Regions from separate parts of the Sus scrofa genome. Here region 1 is linked to region 2. A link is a contact called in public HiChIP or PLAC-seq data. All regions are on one chromosome and are shown on one strand. The core of a region is the stretch at or near the end of the contact, and the rest is flanking DNA. Distances in the headings are between cores, read along the strand shown.

Evidence for each region. HiChIP or PLAC-seq counts read pairs in DNA pulled down with a chosen protein or histone mark.
Region 1: an H3K27ac HiChIP or PLAC-seq map of alveolar macrophages shows a contact between it and region 2. The contact joins two enhancer-like sites. A contact is called at or near these places in 2 of 5 promoter capture datasets (fetal skeletal muscle and liver), 18 of 47 Hi-C or Micro-C datasets (alveolar macrophages, embryonic fibroblasts, epiblast stem cells and 10 more) and 2 of 2 datasets of contacts at active chromatin or transcription factors (alveolar macrophages and skeletal muscle).

Annotation. Positions count from the first base shown.
Region 1 is chr13:78,901,419-78,908,154 of Sscrofa11.1, forward strand. DZIP1L (zinc finger protein DZIP1L) reads right to left here. Exons shown (of 15, transcript XM_021069498.1): 4 at 44-627. The coding sequence starts at 544. Among named protein-coding and RNA genes, the nearest start is that of DZIP1L, 12 kb to the right of the region's middle. Within about 2 kb of position 5,418, at least 2 of the 83 cell types and tissues checked have an H3K27ac peak or open chromatin away from gene starts, as enhancers often do. A contact at or near this core is called in alveolar macrophages, where this site is marked.
Region 2 is chr13:78,864,562-78,870,866 of Sscrofa11.1, forward strand. It overlaps DZIP1L (zinc finger protein DZIP1L), which reads right to left. Exons shown (of 15, transcript XM_021069498.1): 12 at 3,740-3,938; 13 at 3,096-3,289; 14 at 1,223-1,362. Among named protein-coding and RNA genes, the nearest start is that of DZIP1L, 49 kb to the right of the region's middle. Within about 2 kb of position 4,365, at least 9 of the 83 cell types and tissues checked have an H3K27ac peak or open chromatin away from gene starts, as enhancers often do. A contact at or near this core is called in alveolar macrophages, where this site is marked.

The DNA of each region.
Region 1 (6,736 bases), core at 4,168-6,667, 38 kb after region 2:
CACACAGCCCTCCCAGCATGCCTACCCTGCAGAAGTGGCTCACCGTGTGGTAGCTCTGGGCACCTGTCTGCAGGAGCAGCTGCTGCAGGGTGTTGATCATCTTGCGCCGCCGGCGGCTCTCCTCCCGCACACCCTTGAGCTCGTCAGCCTGGCGGCCCAGCTCCTGGCGGCCATGCTCCTGTTGGCCCAGGCTGGCCTGCAGCCGTGCCTCTAGCTGGACCACACTGGTGCTCAGGCAATCCTGACAGTGCAGCAGGTACTCGATGCTGAGCTGTGCCAGCCGCACCACCTTGAGCAGCGCCGGGTCCACCGGCTGCCTACAGCGGCTGCACACCTCCCCATCCAAGTTGCAGAAGGTGACACTGGCAATGTTCTCTTGCAGAGTGGCCACATCCAGCTCCCATGCCACGCGGTCCACGTCCAGGGCGCTAATGCGCCTCCAGTCTACACTTTCTCTTCGAGGCTGGAATTTGAAGGCGGGACGAGAGTAGGCCGCCAAAAGGGGGCCACTGAGTCCCTCACTGGTGGGAGTGAGGGACTGCATGGGTGGGGAGAGCCCTGGACTGACCCCGGAGGGAGGGTGCCTGCCACCAAGGCCACGGCAGTAGGCACAGAAGCTGAGAGGACCTGGAAAATGAGAAGAGAGTCCGAGTTAGGCCTGGTATATGTGGCTATGTGTACTATACACTGGCCAGCACGAGCCTGTAACGTATGGCTGGCACTACTCAGCAAGAACTTGGAAAGGAAATGTGTGGGCTTTACAACCACACAGATATAGAATCAGAGCCTCAGCCTTTGGCAAGCTCCTCCACATCTTTAAGTCTCTGTGTGTACTGGGGATCATGGGCCTCCTCTGCAGGTTTGTGGTTAGGAATAAAGCAGGTATAATAGCCAGCCCAGTGCCTGGCACATGGAAGGTCCTCAGTGAACACTTTGCCATGCCCAAGTCCACTGCAAGAGTGTCAACCAGAGGACTTGGTCAGGAGTGAGCAATGAAATACATAAGCAGGTCCTTCTGCAACCCTACACTGATCTCAGGATAAAGCCCAATAACTTGCCCAATAACAGAGCCATTTAACGTCAACTACATCCTACCCTCTCCTTCTATACTTTCAAGATTTGGTGGAACAGGGGTGGGCTACAGTTCCCAGTTTCCCAGCTATAATGTGTGATACCTATGACTATGAACATCGTAGGATGTGGGTGAAATGATGTCCGCCCCTGCCCAGGGGGTGGCGCTCAAGAGAGCAGCTGTGTCTGCACAGAGACTGTCTCCACCCATGAGAGTCTTTTCTTTTAAACCTCATGGTTTAGCAAACGCTTCGGTTTGTTGTCAAAAGACTCAAATTCTATCTACTCTCCTCTCTCTTGGTAAAGAAAGAAATTTTTCTCTTTGGAGAGTAACTTGTCAATAGCAACCAGAATATAAAATGAATATTCCAGGAGTTCCCTTTGTGGCTCAGAGGCTTAAGAACCCGACTAGTATCTAAGAGGATGTGGGTTCCATCCCTGGCCTCACTCAGTGGGGTAAGGATCTGGCTTTGCCACAAGCTGCCATGTAGGTTGCTCTGGCTGTGGTGTAGGCTGGCAGCTGCAGCTCTGATTTGACCCCTAGCCCAGGAACTTCCGTATGCTGCAGGTGCAACCCTAAATTTAAAAATAAAAAAATAAAAGAAAGTAAAATTAACATTCCACTACAAGAATTACAATTTGTTCTACAGATAAATTCATACAAGTGTGCAAAGGTGCTTGTGCAAAAATCGTCATTGTAGCATTATTTGTAATAGCAAAGTATAAGAAGATGTACAAAGTACAATAGGGGATACAAATGTCATCTCTACACAGTGAAATACTATACAGCTACTGATAAGAATAAGGCAGTTTTTTATGTACCAATATGGAACTACATATACACACATATATATCCATTTATGTTTAAATGATGTATTAGCATAATTACATTTAATAATAGTTTGCAAAAGTAAAGATGTATATATCTCACATATATATGTGTGTGTATATAGATCTCACATTAAAATGACTGCCTATAAGGGAGAAGAGAAATGGGAATGTAAAATGGTGATAAATAAATGAATAAAATAATAAACAAAATAGATGGTGCATAGGTAGAAGATGGATAGATAAATAGGCCTTACATAGACCAATGATGATAATAATACACGTGTATAACATATGTATATATATGTGTATATATAAATGTTTCATTTGTTTTTCATATATAATTATAATTAAATATACTAATGTATTATTCCTACATATGATTCATTACCTGTATTATTTCATATGCATACACTATTTCTAGAAAAATAAACAAACTGCTAGCAATGGTTACACGTGGGAAGTAGGAATGGTAGTTAGAGGACTTTATTTTCCACTCTCCACCTTCTATACTCTTCAGTTCTTTACATTGTCACCCATTACTTTTATAATTTTTTAAGGGCACAATTTCTGTCCTTAAGGAATTTAGAATCTGACCGAACAAGAATTACATGTGACCCTGTTTAATCACGTTCTTAGATTATGTGATTCACATGTTCAAGTATGGCAGAAAGTCAGAAAAGAGAAAGGTCATTGACCTGATGAAGCAGAAAGGCCTTGAAGAAACAGTGGGACTGGGTTTATAAAGAGAGGAAGGCCTCCTGGAAAGACCCTGAGCTGTCTTCATCTGAGAAAGGCAGCAATAGGAGGTGACAGGCCTGTGCCACCACCCCAGGGCCCTGCAAAGACTGGAAGAGAGGCAAGGGGAGGGCCCTCAGTAAGAAAACCGGCCTCTGTGCCAGACTCAAACTCTAAATGCAAACCTACAAACACATATAACTATTCTCACTTTACAAACAAGGAAACCGATGCCTGGAAAGGTTAAGTAATCTTCTCCAGGAAGGGAGGCCAGCACTGAAGTACGATTGGAGGTGAATCTGATTCCCAAAGTTTGAGGACTTTGAACCAACCAACATTGATTCTGGGGGCTATTTGACCTAAACCTAAAACTTTGATCACATCATCATCTGTTATCCACCAAATTCATTCATTGATTCATTCACTCACCACTGTCCCGTTTATAGCATGCCTACCTTGGCCAGACTAGCTATCAGCCCTGGGGCCATGGAGATGCATTAACCACACACCTGCCCCCCACTCCCACCTCTAGGAGTGTACCTTGGCTCGTTGTTGCCACAGAACCAAGTCCAAACCCCTCAGCCTGGTCTTGAAGCTGCCACAGGACACCACTGACCCACCTTTCCCACTTCAGTTCCCATGCTTCCCTTTCTCAGATACTCCTTCCCAGCACATACTCCAAAAAACAAAACCTTCCAGCCACAAGCAGCCCCACCATGGCCATGAGGAAAAGACCAGCACATTTTCCTTAACATGTCACATTATTTTAAAAAAAAAAAAAAAAAAGGCAAGTGACATGATGCTTACCATGCTCAGCAGCAACCATGTCACTGGAGCCTCAGAGACAACTGCCACAACAAACCATGCCATGGAGCAACAGCTGGTTACCAGGCGTGCTGTGGGCAAGGGTAATGGGACACCTGCTTCCTGCCTGCCCACAGACCTGGAGCTCACCTGAGAACGTACTGTTTAACTATTTAAGCTTTGGCCTCAGATGTTTGCCCACAGTTCTCTCTCTAATAATAAGGCTAAGAATGTTCCATCAGCCACCCTCTTGGCTCTCTACTCACCTCTTTGAATCTCTGTCCAGCCTCCTCCTTGAAAAGATACTATCTTTGCTCCCCTCCTTAAAGGCAGGGTGTCCCCCTTCCCCCATGATAGTCTGCTGTTAACCCACCACCCATCCTCCCTGCACCCTTTCCCTGGGGATGAGCTCACACATACCCACAGCTTCAACTCCCACAGGCCTGCTATAGGCTAAGCCTCAGCCACTCCCAAATCTCTTCCTTACAGGCCCATCTGTCTCTTTTAGACCTAGCCTTCCAATAACTATACTAGAAGTTGCAAATCTAGACTCCACCAGGGCCAGAAAGGTAGCATTAAATGTGGGAAACATGCCAGGTATAAAAGAAACCAAAGGAATTCCCTTGTGGCTCAATGGGTTAAGGATCTGGTGGTGTCACTGCTGTGGCTCTGATTAGAGCTGTGGTGTGGGGTCAATCCCCACCCTAGGAACTTCCACATGCTGAGGCCATGGTAGAAAAGAAAAAAAAAAAGGAAAGGAGAAGAGAGGAAAGGAAAGGAAAAATGAAAGAAAGGAGAAAAGTAACCACAGTATAAGCTTGAGGATAAGTGGCAAGTGATTCCCCATCTTAGTCTCCCAGACACAATTAGGCAATTCTCAAAGTGCAATCACTGAGCAGCAGCAGCATCAACTGGAAAGTCACCAGAAATGCAGATCTCCAGAGTAATTGATTCAGAACCATTGCAATAGCAAGGGCTAGGGTAGGGAGAGTTAGGGACTGGGGCAAAATGGGGAGCGCAGGACCTGATTACAAGGGGCAGCCACCACTGAGCTGCAGCCATAAGGGAAGGGATGTTATGTGTTCCTCCTGGGCTAATTCCAAATTCAAGTAGGAGTGACCAACATAGTAGGGTAGGAAGACACTAGCTCACTTCCTCCCAAGACACATCAAAATTACAACTGTTTACAGACCAATTATTTATGAGAATGAGGACTGGCAAAAAAGGTTTTCCACAACTGAAAGATGTAAAGAAGGACCCATAATGAGGTGGGTAAGGGGGTAGGGATAAAGATTAATCAAGACTCACACCCCGGAGTTCCCATCATAGAGCAGAGGAAAAAAATCCAAGTAGGAACCATGAGGTTGTGGGTTCAATCCCTGGCCTCGATTGGTGAGTTAAGGATCTGGCATTGTGATGAGCTGTGGTGTAGGTCACAGACACAGCTTGGACCCCGCATTGCTGTGGCTGTGGTGTAGGCTGGCAGCTGTAGCTCTGATTCAACCCCTGGCCTGGGAACCTCCTCCATATGCCACAGGTACAGCCCTAAAAAGCAAATATATAAGTTAATTAAATATAAATAAATAAATTTTTTAAAAAGACCCACACCCCTGGGTGAGAGACCCATAAACAAGAGGATTATTACAATTGCAGAGGTTCTCCCCCAGGAGCAAGTGGTCTGAGCCCCAGCTTATGGCTCCCCAACCCAGGGGTCCTACACTGAGAGGATAAGTTCCTAGAACATCTGGCTTTGAAGGCCAGCAAGGCTTGTGAATAACAGAGGGGGCACCAGCCCTGGGGCCCTCTGGACTCCACAGCTAGCTGCTCCAAGAAAAAGCTCTGCCTCCCCAGTTGGCCGGGGAGGGGCAATGGGGGGCTGGCTGGCAGCCACCACAGAGTCAGCCACACTCACCAGCAGGCTCCCAGTAGCCAGCCCAGCCACACAGAAGGGCCCACATAGCCCCTAGAGCTAGCACCCGGAGAGCATGTAGCTCTGATGACTAAAGGGGAGTGTGGTGCTGAGCCCCATCGGACACCTCCTACATAAGGCCATTTCTCCAAGAACAGGAAATGAAACTGACTTAATACATAGAAATAAACACAAAGAATTGGGCAAAATGAGAAGACAGAGAACTATGTTTTAAACGAAGGAACAAGACAAAATCCCAAAAGAACTAAGTGGAGATAGCCGATAACAAGTTCAAGGTCATGATCATAAAAATGCTCCACAAACTCAGTAGAAGGATGGATGAACACAGGGAGAAGTTAAACAAAAAGTAAAAAAAATACTAAGAACCAAACAGATCTGGAGTAGAATAACTGAAATAAAAAATACACTAGAAAAAATCAACAGTAGATTAGATGGAATCAGAAGACAGAGTGGTAGAAATTACTTAAGGTGAAAAGGAAAGAAAACTTTTTTTCTTTTTTTTTTTTTTTTTTTTTTTGTCTTTTTTGGGGCCACACCTGTAGCATATGGAGGCTCCCAGGCTAGGGGCCAAGTCGGAGCTGTAGCTGCTGGCCTATGCCAGAGCCACAACAACTCAGGATCCTAGCCACATCTGTGACCTACACCACAGCTCACGGCAACGCCAGATTCTTAACCCACCGAGTGAGGCCAGGGATCAAACCTGCATCCTCATGGATACGAGTCAGATTTGTTTCCACTGAGCCACAACGAGAACTCCAAAAGCAAACTTTTTAAAGATGAGGACAGTTTAGGAGTTCCCATGGTGGTGCAGCAGAAACGAATCCAACTAGGAACCATGAGGTTCAATCCCTGGCCTTGCTCAGTGGGTTAAGGATCCAGCATTGCAGTGAGCTGTGGTGTTGGTCACAGATGCAGCTCGAATCTGGCGTTGCTGTGGCTGTGGCGTAGGCTGGCAGCTATAGCTCCGATTAGACCCCTAGCCTGGCAACCCTCATATGCCACAGATGCTGCCCTAAAAAGGACCAAAAAAGCAAAAAAAAAAAAAAAAAAAAAAAAAAAAAAAAAAAAGAAGAAGATGATCAGGACAGTTTAAAGGACCTCTGGGACAACATCAAGTGTACCAACATCCACATTATAGGGGGCTCCCAGAAGGAGAAAAGAGAGAGAAAGGGGAAGAGAATTTATTTGAAGAAATAGTAGCTAAAAACATCTCTAGCCTGGGAAAGAAAATCCAGGTCCAGCAAGGACAAAGAGTCCCCAACAATATGAACCCAAAGAGGTCCACACGAAGACATAGTGTAATTTAAATGGCAAGTTTCAAGATAAGGAGAGACTATGGAAAGCAGCAAGAGAAAAGCAACTAGT
Region 2 (6,305 bases), core at 3,115-5,614:
GTGTTGCCACGAGCTGTGGTGTAGGTTGGACTCCTAGCCTGGGAGCTTCCATATGCTGAGGGTGCAGCCCTAAAAAGCAAAAAAAAAAAAAGGAAAAAGGAAGTTGGAGTTCCCGTCGTGGCGCAGTGGTTAACGAATCTGACTAGGAACCATGAGGTTTCAGGTTCAATCCCTGACCTTGCTCAGTGGGTTAAGGATCTGGCGTTGCCGTGAGCTGTGGTGTAGGTGGCAGATGCAGCTTGGATCCCCTGTTGCTGTGGCTCTGGTGTAGGCCGGTGGCTACAGTTCCTATTAGACCCCTAGCCTGGGAACCTCCATATGCCGCGGGAGTGGCCCTAGAAAAGGCAAAGACAAAAAGAAAGAGAGAGAGAGAGAGAGAGAGAGAGAGAGAGAGAGAGAGAGAGAGAAAGAAGAAAGAAAGAAAGAAAGAAAGAAAGAAAGAAAGAAAGAAAGAAAGAAAGAAAGAAAGAAAGAAAGAAAGAAAGAAAGAAAAGGAAAGAAGAAAAAAAGGAAAGAGGAAAAAAGAAAGTAACAAGAATATGGAAGTTGTTCCCTGACTTGGAGTAGGGGGCACAGCGGTGAGGAGGGCGACCTAATGGTTCAGGGTCTTCAAGGCTGAGCTCTAAATCTGATGGCAGCTGGAGCCTAAGAGAGGCAAGGCCATCAAGACATTCTCAGTGATGAGGAATGACCTTGAATATTTCGTCTAAATACCCGCATTGTGTGTTGTGGCCTACTCTGATGTGCCGTGGGGTGCCACTCCAACACCCCACCCTTGGGGCAGTCTGCTCTGCACACATCCTAGTGCTGGGCTCCTCGGGAGTGAAGGAAGGGGGAGGGGTCCACTGTGGGATGATCTGGAACCAGAAAAGAGTAGCCACTGCAAGAAGCCAGACAGACTGGGTCCGGGTTCCATCAGAGGCAGGAAGTAGCAGCTTGCATGGACAGGAGAAACAATCCACTGAGCAGTTGTTCCTCTAATGAAGCACCAGGCTTCTAAATGTTAACAAGGACACAAAAACAAGCACTGGAAAGTGTCCATCCCTCTACCCGTGCAGGGGTAGAGGAGAAACATCGAGGTCACCTGCAATGTAACAATAGCCCCAGGCTGACACTGGCTAGACCATCTCTCAGTCCCCTGCCCCCTCCACCCAGGTCTTCCCCCAACCCAAGCTGGCCCTCTAGGGAATTGCAGGGTGGGCTCCAAGGTCCTCCACCCTACCTGAGGCTTCCTTCCTGACACAGCAGTCTGCTGTGGCCCAGCCTTGGGCGTTAAGAACAGGCTGACCCCTCCAGCGGGCTTCTTGGCCGGAGCATCCAGCTGCTTCTCAAGGTTTTTGACTATCGACTGCACCAGTGTTCCTGGAAGGCAATCAGAGGGAAAAGCCCAGAATATAAATGCATCATCCTCACCGGTCACATCTAAGCTCCAAGGTGGATACAGGGAGTGTGGAGAAGCATCAGGAGGAAGAAGGAGGGGAAACCACAAAAAAAGAGGGGCAGGGAAAGAGAAGGCCCAGGCTAATGTATGCCAGGACTAGAGGCTTTGAACATCCTAGAAGTGTGCTGTGCACCTGAGGACATGGCTGCAAACAGAGGCTTAGGAAGCTGCCTTGCCCTCTCAACACAAGGCTGGGGAGAAACACCTGCTTATTTGGTACATGAACTGCAAGACTGACGTGTGGCTCAGCAGGTTAAGAACTCAACACAGTGTCTTTGAGGATGTGGGTTCAATCCCTGACCTTGCTCAGTGGGGTAAGGATCTGGCATTGTCACAAGCTGCAGCAGGGTCACAGATGCAGCTCAGATCTGGCACTGCAATGGCTGTGGTGTAGGCCGGCAGCTGCTGCTCTGATTTGACCCCTAGTCTGGGAACTTCCATATGCCACAGATGCAACCCTCAAAAAAAATTTAATTAATTAATTAATTAATAAGCACAGGAGGGCTGCAGGCCAGATGTGCTTTCTGTGAACTCTGTGCTGGAAGGGGCCTGAGTGGTGACCACATTATCAGTGGACTACAGTGACCTGGTAAACCAAGGTGGATGTCCAGGCCTCAGGACTGGCCAGGGAGAGGCAGGGAGCTAGCCACGGCCTTCCAGCCTTCAGAGATCTGAGGGCCTAAAGCAGAGGTCCAGAGCCACAACAGCCCTTGACTCCTGCATTCACATTTGCTAAGGGCCTACTATGCTAAGGCACTAAGTTCCTCCCCCTCATCAGTCATCTTGTCCAAATACTCCAGACACCTCATTTTACAACAAAGGGACGAAAACCCCTCACCCAACCACATGCCGAGAGCAAGCGACAGAGCCTGAAGGGTGTCCGCAGACTCCTGATCCTGGTTCCTAGATGCACCCTATCATCCCACCTGGCAGGTCGTCAGTACGTCTCTGGAGATCTGGTTCTGGTGGATTGGATGAACAAGCAGGCCCAGAACAAGATGAAGTACTGCAACATCCATGGACACCCTGGACTTGGCAGATGGCACAGACCTGGGCTTGCAGCCCAGAGCTTCCACTTAGTGATTGGGGAAAGACAAAGTCCCACATTCCTTAACCTCTGCCTAGAAATGTGACTGAAGCCAGAAGCTGTGAGTTGCATTTCTAGCCAGAGAAAACTCTCGTTTAAGAGTTTTATAAGGAGTTCCCACTGTGGCTCACAGGGTTAAGAAACCAACTGCAGCAGCTCAGGTCACTACAGAGGCACGGGTTCAATCCCTGGTCAGGTGCAGTTGGTTAAAAGATTCGGCATGGCTGCAGTTGTGGTGTAGGTCACAGCTATGGCTCACATTCAATCCCTGACCCAGAAGCTTTCATATGCCAGAGGTGCAGGCATAAAAATGAAAGAGAGAAAAAGAAAGAGAGAAAGAGAGAAAAAGAGAGAAAGAGAGAAAAAGAGAGAAAGAGAGAAAAAGAAAGGAAGAAAAAAGAGAGAGAGAGAGAAAGAAAGAAAGAAAGAAAGAAAGAAAGAAAGAAAGAAAGAAAGAAAGAAAGAAAGAAAGAAAGAAAGAAAGAAAGAAAAAGAAAGAAAGAGAGAAAGAGAGAGGGAGGGCGGGAGGAAGGAAGGAAGGGAGAAAGAAAGGAAAACCCTCCTCACCTGATTCAGAAGACAGACCACCTGAGCCCTTGCCAGAGAGCTGGGCACTGCCCTTGGAGGTCTCAGTGTCACACCAGTCCCAGTCATCCTCCAGCCAGGGCCCTGTCCTCAAAGGAGCTTGTGTGGGCTGGAGAGATGCACGAGACACGGCATCCTTCTCTGGGTCCTCTTCAGAACTGAATGGGGGCGTGCTGCTGAAGAGCAGAAGATGTGAGGGGTGCGCAGGCCAGGAAACGGTAAAAGCCACATGCTCCACCACTTGCAATCTTGTTTGGTTTGCCCAGAGCCAGCCCTGCTCCTAGCCAGTAGTCATCAGCCCCGAATGCCAGCCAGGAGTCATCTGGAGAGCAGCAGCCACACCAGCCCATCATTGGAAGATGAAGACCTAGTCCCTCCAGCCTGGTGACAGGGGCTTGGGGACGAGTGAGAAAGGGGAGGGCAGGTTTGTCCTGACTGGGAGCAAAGGACCTCAGTCTCTTCTTGGGAGCCTGGGGTGGACACCAGTTGAGGCCCCTTCTGTTCACATCTGTCTCTGCACCTCATCTGTCTGATGAAGCCTGCTGAGGGGGTGGCAGGTGGGACAGGGCTGCCTGAGGGGGGGCCCACACCACAGACCCCATGAGAGAGCAAAGCCCAAGGCTCACCTCAGCCCAGGCCCTGGGCAAGCAGGGGTGCCCGAGGGTCTGGGGGCTCTGGAGCGTGGAGCAGGGGTGGGCCTTGGGTTACCACCTCTCTGAAGAGTTGTCATTGGGGGCTCTGCTGGCTTGGATGGCAATGCCACATGCTGGATCCTGGCCTTTGGGTGGGCCTCTTTGATGACCAGAGGGTTCCGTGGATTTTTGACTAGAAACACAGATAAGAATAAGTTTGAGAGCACAGCCATCTGGGCCCTCAAGCTCATAAAGAGGCTCCAACATGCTGGAAATGGACACGTCATTCTGTGCTGGAACATAATAACCACATCAGGTTTAATAACTTCCCTCACCCCAGGTATCCTGCTGCAGGTCAGACCCTTGGTTTCATCAAAGACCAGAAGAGCAGCTAGTGTTCCAGGATCATGCCATCATTCCAGGAGGCCAACAGGAAGCAGCTGGTCTGAACAGGGGCACAGCATGTCTGCAGCTCACCCCTGACCCAGTCCTAGAAGGTGACCTAGCTAAGGACCCCCCCACACACACATCTACCGCACCCACTCCGATGCTGCGGGATTACAGGCAGCCTTGCAGGAAGGCCCTGCTGCCACCAGAGGTCGCTGCAGGACAACCTAGGCCATCAAGTTCCAGAGCCCCTCCTCCAGGATCTTGGCCAAGGCTGGAGTGCTTCAGGCAGGCAGTTAGACACAGCCTCTCCCTTTTCCCAATCATAGCAGAGGGAGAGGGGTGATGAAGGATTGGCAATCTTTTTATGGAAAGAGAAGAGAGGAAAAAAGTGTATCACAGGGAGTAAGGACTGTTTCATGAAACTCTTACACATGTGGAGTGAGTTACAATGTAAAATCCATCTCTTCCTGTAATTCAAAGTCAAAAACACGTTGAAATGCACTGCTCTCAGAGACTGCATTTACACAGAAGTGGGCCTTCTAGGAAAGAGTAAACTGTAGGGCGGGTGAATTTGCTGAGGGAAACATAACAATAGGAGCAGTTGCTGTGCACAGACCCAGCAAAGCACTTTACAAAGGACATCCATTTAGCCCTGGAGATTCAGACACTGGCTCAAGACCCACAATTCCAAGGGAAGATGCAACCCAGGTGATCAATGAGCCCAAATTTAGGGCTCTTGCCACTGCCTTTCCCACAGCTTTTCCCCCAAACAAAAGAGGCACAGTGTCAGCAGAGATGGCAGGTAAGCACTCATACAGCACTCACGGGGCCTAGAGAGCTTGTGCGTGCAGAGCTGGAGAGAGACCCAACAAATGCTGAGAGAATAATGCTCATCTCTCAGGTCAGTGACAGGCCCTGGAGAAGGCAGAACCCAAGGCCAGGGAAGGGGAGACAGATGGTGAGGGACCATCTGTCTTCTCTGGGAAACCAGGACTCAGAGGGGGCTTCCATGCACCTTCCCTTGGGTGCGGAGGAGGGCGTCCCCTCTCCTCTCCTCTGAGCTCCCCCAGCCTCTGCTGGGCCCTGTCACATCACCTAGTCCTGGCTGCTTTCCAGCTGAGGGTGCAGACCCCGACACAGATCGACCTCAGTCAACACCGTACTGAATTAAATGGATAAAGAATGAACGATGGAGTTCCCGTCGTGGCGCAGTGGTTAACGAATCTGACTAGGAACCATGAGGTTGCGGTTCGATCCCTGCCCTTGCTCAGTGGATTAACGATCAGGTGTTGCCATGAGCTGTGGTGTGGGTCGCAGACGCGGCTTGGATCCCACGTTGCTGTGGCTCTGGCGTAGGCTGGCAGCTCAGCTCCAATTCGACCCCTAGCCTGGGAACCTCCATATGCCACAGAAGTGGCCCAAGAAATGGCAAAAAGACCAAAAAAAAAAAAAGAATGAACGAGCATGTGAGGCAGGGAGCTGCATGAAAGGCAGGGTGGCAACCAGGACAAATGCCTTTTTGTCTGAGATTTCTGTACAAGACTAAAAACTATCCATTCCTTAGAGGTGTTTAAGGCCAGAAGTTTAAGCCAAATACAACAGTTACCCAGATCATTGACATAATTTTTACCATGGTCTCATACCAACTGGCCTGCTCTCTACTTAACATTTGTATATAAAATGGCATCACTGTTAAATACTTTACCCACTTTATACTTATCCCAGTAACAATTTCCATGAAATCTCAGGATTGCTATGTTAGTAATATTTTGCCAATATACATGAAGAAAAATAAAAATTTAATCTTAAAATTATATGATTCATGTACCAACTAAAATCGTCCCTCATACCCCCAGAGAAGTGAGGCCCACACTTGGAAAACTTCCCATGTATAAAATTCTCAGGTCGGGTCTGCTGAACATGACAAGATAACACAAGTGACTTCCCTTTGGCCACATACATCCATGATGAAAAAGAGCTGAGGCATCACCCTGCACAAGGATCTAGAAATACTCTAGGGTTGGGGGGGCTCCTTAGCTTCCAAACACAATTCCCTTGGCTCCCTCGGAAGGTCCTCCATATATATTTTTTTTTCCATATATATTTTAATCCTATACAAGAACCACAGGGCAGAGTTTCCTGGTGGCTCAGTGGGTTAATGATCCAGTGT